Regions from separate parts of the Anolis sagrei genome. Here region 1 is linked to region 2. The links are chromatin contacts, called in public Hi-C maps. All regions are on one chromosome and are shown on one strand. Each heading gives the region's core, a stretch centred on a gene start, on an enhancer-like site or on the middle of the called end of the contact. The rest is flanking DNA. Distances are from core to core; before and after follow the strand shown. Region 1 holds the start of DTWD2 (DTW domain containing 2). Region 2 holds the start of HSD17B4 (hydroxysteroid 17-beta dehydrogenase 4).

Region 1 (6,560 bases), core at 2,292-4,791, 170 kb before region 2:
CCTATATCCCAGAATATCAAGGCAGAAAATCCCACATTATCTGAGTGTGGACTCAGATAACCCAGTTCAAAGCAGATATCGTGGGATTTTTGCCTTGATATTCTGGGATATAAGGCTGTGTGGAAGGGTCCTGTGTGTCAGCTGCAGTCTGTAGGTGTGTCACAAGAACATAAAAAAACCCTCTGATTCTATGTATGTGTGTGTGTGTGTGTGTGTGTGTGTGTGTGTATATATATATATATATATAAGAAAGATTTTCATATGTTGTGTCCCCATACATTTCGTTATTAAAATTTGTGTATATGTCCATGTCTCTTATAAGGGGTCGTGTTCTGCCCCCGTGCTAGCTATTTATTTGGAAGGTGCCTGTGATGCAGGGAACAGATCGAATGCTACACATTTGAAGTAAAAACAATTTATTAAGTAACAGATCCAAAATTTCCTCTCCTCAAGTGACTTACTGCCAGTCCTTGTGAGGGGAATTAAAATCCTTGAAACATAACCACAGTTCTGACTGGATGTCACTTTCCTATGGTTTCAATTGGATCTCAATTACACTGTATTATTATTATTAATATTATATTGTATGACAATATTATCAATATTATATGTACATATAATCAAAGATGAAGTACTTTGGCCACATCATGAGAAGAAAGGAAAGCTTAGAGAAGACAATTATGCTGGGGAAAATGGGAGGAAAAAGAAAGAGGGGCCGACCAAGGGCAAGATAGATGGATGGCATCCTTGAAGTGACTGGATTGACCTTGAAGGAACTGGGGGTGATGACGGCTGACAGGGAGCTCTAGCGTGGGCTGGTCCATGAGGTCACGAAAAGTCGGAAACGAATAAACAACAACATGTACATACAATATATCATATTATGAGCATAGCATATTATTATTATTATTATTATATATTACTACATTGCAGTATACCACTTTACTGCAATATTATTAGTAATATTACATGTAATATATAATATGTAATTATTATATTATTAAGGAGCCCCTGGTGGCACAGTGGGTTAAACCACTGTGCTGCTGAACTCGATGACCAAAAGGTCGGCGGTTTGAATACAGTGAGCAGAGTGAGCTCCCGCTGTCAGTCCCAGCTTCTACCAACCTAGCAGTTTGAAAACATGCCAATGTGAGTACATCAATCAGTACTGCTCCAGCGGGAAGGTAACTCCATGCAGTCATGCCAGCCACATGACCTTGGAAGTCTCTACAGACAACACGAGCTCTTTGGCTTAGAAATGGAGATGAGCAGAGTATATGAACGAGAGACCAGATTGCCAATATCCACTGGATAATGTGTGTGTGTGTGTGTGTGTGTGTGTATATATATATATATAAAGATTTTCATATGTTGTGTCCCCATACATTTCATTATTAAAATTTGTGTATATGTCCATGTCTCTTATAAGGGGTCGTGTTTTGTGTATATGTCCATGTCTCTTATAAGGGGTCGTGTTCTGCCCCCGTGCTAGCTATTTATTTGGAAGGTGCCTGTGATGCAGGGAACAGATGCAGGGAGTTTCAGAAAAACATCTATTTCTGCTTCATTGACTATTCTAAAGCCTTTGACTGTGTGGATCATAATAAATTGTGGCAAGTTCTTAGTGTGATGGGCACACCAAGCCACCTTGTCTCTCTCCTGAGGAATCTGTACAAGGACCAAGTAGCAACAGTAAGAACTGACCACGGAACAACAGACTGGTTCAAGATTGGGAAAGGCGTACGGCAAGGCTGCATACTCTCACCCAACCTTTTTAACTTGTATGCAGAACACATCATGCGATGTGCGGGGCTTGATGAATGCAAAGCTGGGGTGAAAATTGCTGGAAGAAACATTAACAACCTCAGATATGCAGATGACACCACTCTGATGGCCGAAAGCGAGGAGGAGCTGAGGAGCCTTCTAATCAAGGTGAAAGAAGAAAGCGCAAAAGCCGGGTTGCAGCTAAACATAAAAAAAACCAAGATTATGGCAACAAGAATGATTGACAACTGGAAAATAGAGGGAGAAAATGTGGAGGCCGTGACAGACTTTGTATTTCTAGGCGCAAAGATTACTGCAGATGCAGACTGTGGCCAGGAAATCAGAAGACGCTTACTTCTTGGGAGGAGAGCAATGTCCAATCTCGATAAAATAGTAAAGAGTAGAGATATCACACTGGCAATGAAGATCCGCATAGTCAAAGCCATGGTATTCCCTGTAGTCACCTACGGATGTGAGAGCTGGACCTTAGGGAAGGCTGAGCGAAGGAAGATAGATGCTTTTGAACTGTGGTGCTGGAGGAAAGTTCTGAGAGTGCCTTGGACTGAGAGAAGATCCAACCAGTCCATCCTCCAGGAAATAAAGCCCGACTGCTCATTGGAGGGAAGGATACTAGAAACAAAGTTGAAGTACTTTGGCCACATCATGAGGAGACAGGAAAGCCTAGAGAAGACAATTATGCTGGGGAAAGTAGAAGGTAAAAGGAAGAGGGGCCGACCAAGGGCAAGATGGATGGATGGCATCCTTGAAGTGACTGGACTGACCTTGAAGGAGCTGGGGGTGGTGACGGCCGACAGGGAGCTCTGGCGTGAGCTGGTCCATGAGGTCACGAAGAGTCGGAGACAACTGAACGAATGAACAACAACAAGAGTATATGAATCAGAAGGGATTACATGTGTAGATATGGCTCCCAGCTCTTAATTATATAATGCTGCAAAATCCAAAATATAGGACATTTTAGGATAAGGGATGTTCCACCTATAATAACAAAAGGGAGAAAAATCAATGAAAGCAAAACAATCCCTTCCAGCCAAAGCACCACTCTGGAAAGAGAGGAAGGGCACATCTCCATTGTAAAATGAATGCAGTTTGAAACCACTTTAACTGTTGTGTCACAATACTAGGTGGAATCATGAGATTGGAGTGTAGTGGGGCACCAGCACTATTTAGCAAAGAAGCCGAAACACCTTGCAAAACCACAGTTCCTATAATTTCATAGCACTGAGCCATGACAGTTAGCGGTATCTATCAAACTTCATTCATTCCACAGCTCAAGATGCACTTCTCCTTTTTTGACAGCAGGTGGCTGGTTTGCTTGCAAGGGTTTTCTCTTCTTTCTTATGGCAGGAAAAAGAGTTGCAATGCCGCTGTTGGCCAGCAGAGGCAGCGCGACACCTGGCCTAGGGAGGGAACATCACGTGACCTGCAGGCACAGCCGGCCTGGCTTCCCACTCACCCGCAGCGGCTGCACTCCGGTCTCCGCTCGCTGAGCTCCACGGGTAGCTCCCAGAGGCCCTCGCAGCCTTCGCTGTCCTCCGTGGGAGAGCTGACACTAGCGGGAGCTGTGTGGCCCTCCGCTTCTTCTTCTTCTTCTTCTCTAGGGCCCGCCGCGCCCGTTGCCAACATTTCTTTTTCCATGGCTTCCGTCCTATACGACGGCTATTGGAAAGAGGGACAGTAGGACCCTGCGGAGAACCCGTCGGGATGGGCACCATGCGGGGCAGCCACCCCGCCCTCTTCCAGGGTCATGTGATGGAAAGGGCCTCCGCCCGCCCCCTTCTAGGATTATCAGCCAATCAGAAAGCGAGGTGAAGGGCAAGCGGAGGGTTTTGCGTCTGCGCACAAGATGGCATGAGTCCCAAACTGATCTCTTTTGGACTTCAACTCCCAAAAGCCTCAGCTTCCCGGCCAATGTTCAGGGATTCTGGGAATTGATTGTTATACTTCCAGTATATTCACTATTTAAGAAAAGTGTTTTTCAAAAGAGTAGGGAATTATTTTTTATAGTTTTGAATTTGCATTGTTTACAATGTTATTAATGGGTTGCTATAAGTTTTTCTGCCTGTATGGGCATGTTCGAGAAGCATTCTCTCCTGACGTTTCTCCTGCATCTATGGCAGGCATCCTCATGTGAGCCATGTTCCAGAAGCATTCTCTCCTGACGTTTCTCCTGCATCTATGGCAGGCATCCTCAGAGGTTGTGAGACCTCACAACCTCTAAGGATGCCTGCCATAGATGCAGGAGAAATGTCAGGAGAGAATGCTTCTGGAGCATGGCCATAAAGCCCGAAAAACTTACAGCAACCCAGAGATTCCGACCACAAAAGCCTTCAACAATGTTATTAATATTATTAATATATTCATTTTTATCCAACCTTTCTCCTGATAATGGTATTCAGGGCAGTTAGCTGGAAAAATTCAAACAATATATAACTAGAATAAAATAGTAATGTATGATTTAAAAAACAATGTATGAATTAGAACAGCAAAATATATTTTAAAAATATGCTTCCTGGTGTTATTCGTGGCCGTCAAATTGACTTTGAATTATGGTTACTCAATGGCAGGCATGGGCAAACTCCGGCTCGCCAGGTGTTTGGGACTACAACTCCCACAATTCCTAACAGCGGAGTTGTAGTCCAAAATACCTGGAGAGCCGGAGTTCGCCCATGCCTGCTCTACCATTGCAGTAATGCAGTTTGATGCCACTTTCATTGTGCTAACTCAATGCTGTGGAATCCTGGGTTTTGTTGCTTAGTGTGTTGTAGTTTTGCCTTTTCTGTGAAAGCAAGCTGGTGCCTCATCAAACTACAGCTGTCATGATTCCAGAGCATTAAACCATTGCAGTGAAAGTGGTGTCGAACTGAATTCATTCTCCAGTGTAGATGCAGCCTCAGTGTAAGAGTTTCCTTGTTGCAACTAATATTAGCATATAAACATTTCCTTTAACCCTGAAGGCATACTCTGGCTTTGTGCCCAAGTCCTTTCTGTGCTGAAGTATAAAGTGTCAACATGGCCAAGGAGGTATGGCTATGTTTTCAATACAAATACAGTGAAAGGTGAAGTGGAATAAAATCACCAGTGTGTTGGTGTGGGACCAAAACAGAAACCAAGATCCATAATTGAGACATACAACAAAGTGGGGCCGTGGAATGTGGCTTTTCAGGACTGAAGCCACTCCTCCTCCTAAAGTCTGCATTCCATGACCACAGAAATGGGTCTGCTGTTGGACTGTTACCTTATTTTGCTAGCATATGCTACTTTTTAATGGAGCACTTCTCTTTTCTGCACATTTCCTAAAAGAATTTAGGAAGCAATTGTTCAATGGAAATTTCACTGATACCATGGAAAAGCCCTAAGACTTCTCTTTTCCATTTTCACTAAAGCATACGGTTTGTTACCATAAACAGCAAGTTTCTGGGCAGCAAGTGTTTATCATAATCAGAAAGGGGAACATTTCACAAACACACAAATCCCTGGTAGCTATGCAGCTCCATTTTTGTTTTATTTTACTTATTTAGGACAACAAAAATGGAAATACCCACGGATCACGGAACAGAAAAAGCACGCCTTCCTTTTTCTGATCACGCGTCAGTCAAGCTAAAAGTCAGTGATGACTATGAGTGTGGTGTCAACAACATTTATGAAGAAGGAAATTCAATTGAGATCAATTGAACTAACCTCCAAGTAAACATGATTAAACTAAGGCTGCAATGTTCTGCACATGATCAAAGGAAGGAGCCTCTGTGAACTCAGTGGGGCACTTAAGCACAGCCTCTCCAGAGCAGACAAAAGACCTATTTAGTCCACCATGCTGTGATCAAGCAGTTAACTCCATGCTCTATAGTATTGCACTCTTACTTGTGATTCACAGTAACTGACACACAGGTGCATATTGCAAGTACTATATAGCTATGATAACTAATAGCCATTTAGAACCTCATCCTCCACAAATGTTGTAATCCGATCTTAAATCTGTCCAAGTTAGTGGCCAGTGCTATGCTTCTTAATTAAAAAATATACCATACTTAACATGCTGTGCAAAATTTGGAATGATCCAAATAATAATGTGTCCAATGTAAATTGAAGAAATGTTGATGCTTAAGCCAGAGCAAAAAAAAAAAAATCAACCTATCAATAACACTGGTAATACCACGAATTCATAAAGGCAAACCATCTTTATTAACTTAGAAATTTTGAATACATTTCAATTCAAATTTAAACTATGGGTGTTTAAGATTATTTGAAAAACGTAAGAACCCTACAGAACCAGTTGGAATTTGGCCTCATTGACCATTGAATCCAACTCACTGCTCAATGCAGGATCCTCAGATAGTTTAAATCTGTCAAAGAGTTTGAAGGGGATTTATGGCCCATCAAGGGGATTTATGGCCCATCCAACCTCCTACTCAACCCCTAGCAGGCAGCTGCTCAGCCTCTTTTTGGAGACATCCAGAGAAGGAGATCCCACTTCTCCATGCGATTGCTTCCTCTGATGAACTGCTCTTACGGCCTAAACTTCATGATTGAATTTCTAATGTTCGATCAATATCTATCCTCCTGTTATTTATTTTAACTTCTATTATACTTGGTCCTACCCTCTGGGACAACAGGGAAGAGGCCTTCCACAGTGCTTTTTGTGGCAGCCCCTTTGGTACTTAAAGAGTGCAGTCCTGTCAGTCTTTTCCTCACCAAACCAAACAAGCCCAGCTCTTTCAACTTATCTTCATATACATTTTGTTCTTCACACTTTTTAGCATCCTTCTTGCCCATATCTA
Region 2 (6,061 bases), core at 570-3,069:
TCTACAGATTGGAGAAAGAAACTCTTGATTTTTTTTTTCTAAAGTGGTGTTTTTTCCTAAAGAACAATTGTTTTTGTACAGTTCATTCGCTTCCGACTCTTCATGACCTCATGGACCAGCCCATGCCAGAGCTCCCTGTCGGCCGTGGCCACCCGCAAATCTCTTGGGAAGACAAGCAGACAAATGTCAGCGTGCTGGAAGAAGCAAAGTCCTCCACCATCAATTCCGCTGGATTGGCCATGTTGTCTGGATGCCTGACCACCGTCTCCCAAAACAGTTGCACTATTCCGAATTCAAGAACGGAAAACGGAATGTTGGAGGACAGGAAAAGAGATTTAAAGATGTGCTCAAAGCCAACCTTAAAAACTCTGGCATAGACACTGAGAACTGGGAAGCCCTGGCCCTCGAGCGCTCCAGCTGGAGGTCAGCTGTGACTAGCAGTGCTGCAGAATTTGCAGAGGCATGACTGGAGGGCGAAAGAGAGAAACGTGCCAAGAGGAAGGCGCGTCAAGCCAACCCCGACTGAGACCGCCTTCCACCTGGAAACCGATGCCCTCACTGCGGGAGAAGATGCAGATCAAGAATAGGGCTCCACAGTCACCTACGGACCCACAGCCAGGACACCAGTCTTGGAAGACAGTCCTACGAGGAATCACCTAAGTAAGTAAGATTGCTACAAATGCTATAGAGGCACAACTGCTTTTTGAAGGCTGCACCTAGAATGAATGCCCCACTGTTGGAAACTGACAGCCTAGATGGGTCTTGGACACTGCTTTAATATCCATGGTTTGATAGGATGAGATCATGGGGGTTGATATTCATGGACCATGCTTTTACCTACAAGAAGCATTGCCTGAACATCAAGCAAAAAGTGTTAGAAACAATATCATACGAAATCTGACTGGCACAACCTGGGGATCACAACCAGATACAGTGAAGACATTTCCTCTTGCGCTGTGCTACTCTGCTGCTGAGTATGCATGCCCAGTGTGGAACACATCTCACCACACTAAAACAGTGGATGTGGCTCTTAATGAGACATGCCGCATTGTGGCCAGTATCGCACCACCTGTCATTCGCCGGGACGTGGCAGCCAATAGTGAAAGGACCAAGGCAGAGACATCTCCAGCTCACCCCCTGTTTGGGTATCAGCCAGCATGTCAACGACTTAAATCCAGACATAGTTTTCTATGATCTACAAAGACACTGATATCGAGATCGTACTAGCTGGAACACCTCAGCAAGCGAGAGTCCAAAAGTGGCAGGCTCAAACCCAGCACCTCAACCAATGGCTGATACCAAATGAGAGACTCTCCCCTGGGCACACAGAGGACTGGGCGACTTGGAAGGCACTGAACAGACTGCGCTCTGGCACCATGAGATGCAGAGCCAACCTTCAGAAATGGGGCTACAGGGTGGAATCCTCGACATGCGAGTGCAGAGAAGAGCAAACCACTGACCACCTGCTGCAATGCAACCTGAGCCCTGCCACATGCACAATGGAGGACCTTCTTGCAGCAACACCAGAAGCACTCCAAGTGGCCAGATACTGGTCAAAGGACATTTAATCAACTACCAAACTCACACATTTTGTATTTTCTTTGTTTGTTTGCTTTGTTCTGTTAGAAATGTAATATAATTGACTGGCTGCCCTGACACAAGAAATAAAAATGGGGGTTGTAGTCTTGTGCAAGCCATCGCGCGCTCACCACACCACTGAGTCGACTGGCCTGGCGCATAGAGAGAGCCCTCGCGAGGAAACTACCCTTCCCAGAATGCTGCGAGCGAGGGAGAGAGGCAACCTGCGCGTGCGCAGTCCTTCCTACCCTTTGCCCAACTTCTTCCCAGTTCTCTGTCAATCTTGGCGACTTGAGGAGGCAGCAGGATGTCGTCTCCGCTGAGGTTTGACGGGAGAGTGGTCCTGGTCACCGGGGCGGGAGGAGGTAAGCAGGATGAGACCCTGAAGGTCCCCGAGGCTGCTGGATCCCCAGAAGTGGGTCGGGGAGAGGAGCCTTTTTGCCTTATTGCTCTCTTCGTTGAGAGTAACGTGTGAATGCACTGCTTTTGGGGGGAGAATGGTCTCGTGTCCTATTGGGGCCATCCCTTCCCATGAAATCCTCACAAATCCAGTGTTCCTAGTGGGATCTTGGCGTTTTTCCAGTCTGTGCACTTGTAATGGTTACAGCAGTGGTTCTCAACCTGTGGGTCCCCAGATGTTTTGGCCTTCAACTCCCAGAAATCCTAACAGCTGGTAAACTGGCTGGGATTTCTGGGAGTTGTAGTCCAAAACACCTGGGGACCCACAGGTTGAGAACCATTGGGTTAGAGTGTATTATTATTATTATTAGTTATTAATAGTAATAATAATAATTATTAATCATTAATATTACTATTTGTATTTGTATGCCTGGCAAACTTCGGCCCTTCAGGTGTTTTGGACTTCAACTCCCACAATTCCTAACAGCCGGTAGGGAGTTGAAGTCCAAAACACCTGAAGGGCCGAAGTTTGCCCATGCCTGACACTGTTGTATTATTGAGTTTGTATGCCACCTTTGTTCCAGACTGACACTATAACCCTAGAATACATCTGCACTATATCATTAATGCATTTTGACACGGCTCAATGCTATGAGACCAGTCTTCTTCTGGGTCCTCACCAAACTACAACTCCCTCAACTCCCATCACATTGAGTTATGGCATTAATTCTGCAGTGTGGATGCACCTCAGCGTACATGTGTTCGAATCCTCACTCAGCCCCTAAGTCTCAGAAGAAGGACCTTGGCCTGCTTGCTAAGGTTGTTGGAAGGGGTTTCAAAATAAAAATATAACGTGAGACCTTTGGTGGAATGATAATAAATTAAATAACATCATTATTTTAAGCCATAATACTGAATTTCACAAATTAGCTATAAAGTTGGCCTGGGGTTTGGTTCCACAGCTGTCATAGACACCAAAAATCTGTGGATTCCCAAGTCCCATTGCATACAGTGATATAATAATATAGTAAACTGGTGTTTCTTATATAAAATGCAAAATCAGTATATATTTTTTTGCATTAAAATATATTCAAACTGTGGATGCAGAATCCGTGGATATGGAGGACCATATATCTTCTGAAGCTATTATTGTCAGTCTGATTAAGCTAAAGATATTCTGGTCCTCCTGATCCTTCCCTTTTATACTATTTCACAGCATAGATTAAACTCTTGTGCCAGCTGAACTGCTGAACTGAAGGTCAGCAGTTCGAATCCGTGAGACGGGGTGAGGTCCCACCTATCAGCTCCAGCTTCCATGTGGGGACATGAGAGAAGCCTCCCACAGAATGGTAACACATCCGGGCGTTCCCTGGGCAACGTCTCTCTCACATCAGAAGTCACTTCGGACATTATTTAAGGAAAAAAAAACCACCATAGGGTTTGTACTGCAGTTCCTATCAAACAGAGCCAAAGAGGAGGATATGGAGAGTTGCAATCTGCAGAGTCTTGTGATTCCCTGCTCTACTGTTTTGTCAAAAGGAAAACTATACCTTGGCAAATAGGCATTGAAGGCTAAGGGTGCATCTACACTAGAATGAATGCAGTTTTGACACTACTTTAACTGCCATGTCACAATGCTATGGAATCACAGGAGTTGTAGTTTGGTGACATTCCAGCACTTTTTTTGCAGAGAAGGCTAAAGGCCATGTAAAAGTACAACTCTCATTGTTCCAACTCATTGAGTCGTGACAGTTAAAGTAGTGTCAAACTGCATTCATTCTGTAGTAGATGAACTTTGAGCCCTCTTAAGTATGTAGCATATGTTTTTGACTTTGGCTGGACAAAGGTTTAGGTTATTGCCTGTGATTCCCATATTGTGGTTGAGAGGATTGTTTCCCTAGGGCTGCTCACTCCCAAATGAAGCAACTACTGAAGAAGATAGTAAACATAGATAGCAAACCCAGCCTGTATTTTGCAATATAATATATGCTACTGACTTGTTGGTCTGGTTAAACTTAATGAGTTATGCCTTGAAGCATTCTGAATGCTGATTTATTGATTTTAGGTTAAGTTTCTTGGGGTGCATTTACACTGTAAAATGAATGCAGTTTGACACCACTTTAACTCTGATGGCTCAATTGGGATCTTTAGAGTTGTAGGGCTGGTGCCTCACCAAAGTACAAATCCCAGATTCCCATTGCATTGAGAATAGATACACCCTTCCTATCAGGCTTTCTCAGTTAAGTTTTAATACATGGTAACAGAGAGACAGGTATCTGAACCACAAATATAGTATGAAGTAAACAGGGCAAAATGGAGAGACAGTACTGTCAACATTTCAGAATTAACAAGTTATTTCCTATCAGATTAAATTCAAAGTTGGGGCTGTTACCCAATTCAAGCTGCATCAAGGTGGGATATGAATAGCACAGCACAATAATAAAATGTCCTTTTCAAAACTCGTTTACATGGGGGGTAAAGGTAAAGGTTTCCCCTTGACATTAAGTCTAGCCGAGTCTGACTCTGGGGGTCGTGCTCATCTCCATTTCTAAGCTGAAGAGCTGGTGTTGTCTGTAGACACCTCCTAGGATGGTCATGTAGCTGGCATGACTGCATGGAGCATGGATGCCTTCCTGCCTAAGCAGTACCTATTGGTCTACTCACATTTGCATGTTTTCGAACTGCTAGCTTGCAGAAGCAAGGGCTAATGATGGGAGCTCACCCTGCTCCCTTGATTCGAACCTCTAACCTTTCAGTCAGCAAGTTCCGCAACACAGCGGTTTAAAATCCTGCTCCACCGCGACCCCAATATACACGGGAGGTGCATTTATATATAGAAAGCTGACATGATGTGGAAATATAGGTATATACTAGGATTCTTGAACAAGTTGTTTGATAAACACAAAACAGTAGTTAGGAGGAAGGGGACTTTTCTGATTTAGGGGAAGAGATTTCTTAGGATATTTATTTTTGCTTCTTATTTATAAAAGGATCAACATACAGTTTGAGCAGAAACAGAAACAAAATGCCAACAGATTTGCTCAAGAAAAATATATTTGCTCAAGAAAAATATATCCCACTAACTCATAAATGCAGTTTTCCTATTTGCATTAAATATAAATACTGTATGATAAAATACTTAGGGAACTATGTAGAAATTATTTTGATACTTCAAAAATTAAAATAGTATGGAAATAGAGTAGTTTGCCACATGTTTTTAGTGTATAGAACTGGATTCAGTGAAAAGTAATTTCATCTTAATACGTATGTTTATTAATTGGAATTTGTTCTGCTCTTCCTATATTAGATGTTCAGATGTCATTCCATGTTGTTATTTACAAGATGGCTCTTCTTGTTGTTCTACCTTCTCTTCATGTTTGTTGCTTTCTCATTTTGGCAAGTGTTTCTTTTGAGGTCCTGTTCTCACCAGTTGTGTGACAGCATTTTGAAAATTGGCCAGCTGTAACAACATTCTTTGTTCAAATATGCTAATTCAGCCCTAGAAAATTTGCTCTGAGACTGAGACCTTTATTTAACTTAAAGCTATTACGTAAATACTTTCTAACAGTTTCTTACTAGCTGTGCCCTGCCACGCGTGGCTGTGGCCTATAGTAAAACTTATCAAAGTTGAGGTAGATATCTGGACTATTATGAAAGAGAGGTACCTACCTATTCCTACCCCCTTTTCCTCCCCCTTTCTCTCCTTTCTTCCTTCTCTACCGCTTTCTTTCTTTCCTTCTTTCACTACTTGGTTTCATCCTTCTCTCTCCCTTTCCTTCATTCCCTCCCCCTTTCTTCCTTTGCCTTTCCTCCCTCCCTGTTTGCTTCCTTCTTTCTCTTTTTATTTCCTTTTATTTCACCACCATCATAACAATAACAATAATGCAATGCATTGCCTCTGGGACCTGGCACCTCTCCCATTCCCCCAGGGTCTAATAGGAATAATAGCATAATAATAATAGAAATAACAACCTTTACCCGCCACGTGTTGCTGTGGCCAACCTTCCCTCTTTCTCTCCTTCTTTCTCTCCTTCTTTCCCTCCTTCTTTCCCTCCTTCCTTCCTTCCTTCCTTCCTTCCTTCCT

Evidence for each region. A called contact is a pair of places that touch in the nucleus more often than the background predicts.
Region 1: a Hi-C map of mixed tissue shows a contact between it and region 2, with 3 times the contacts expected there. The contact joins the promoter of DTWD2 here to the promoter of HSD17B4 in region 2. A contact is called at or near these places in 2 of 2 Hi-C or Micro-C datasets (both in mixed tissue).

What each region holds. Positions count from the first base shown.
Region 1 is chr2:241,732,093-241,738,652 of rAnoSag1.mat, reverse strand. It overlaps DTWD2 (DTW domain containing 2), which reads right to left and starts at 3,541. Exons shown (of 6, transcript XM_060761940.2): 1 at 3,239-3,541. The coding sequence starts at 3,420.
Region 2 is chr2:241,560,710-241,566,770 of rAnoSag1.mat, reverse strand. HSD17B4 (hydroxysteroid 17-beta dehydrogenase 4) reads left to right here and starts at 1,819. Exons shown (of 24, transcript XM_060761948.2): 1 at 1,819-1,943. The coding sequence starts at 1,886.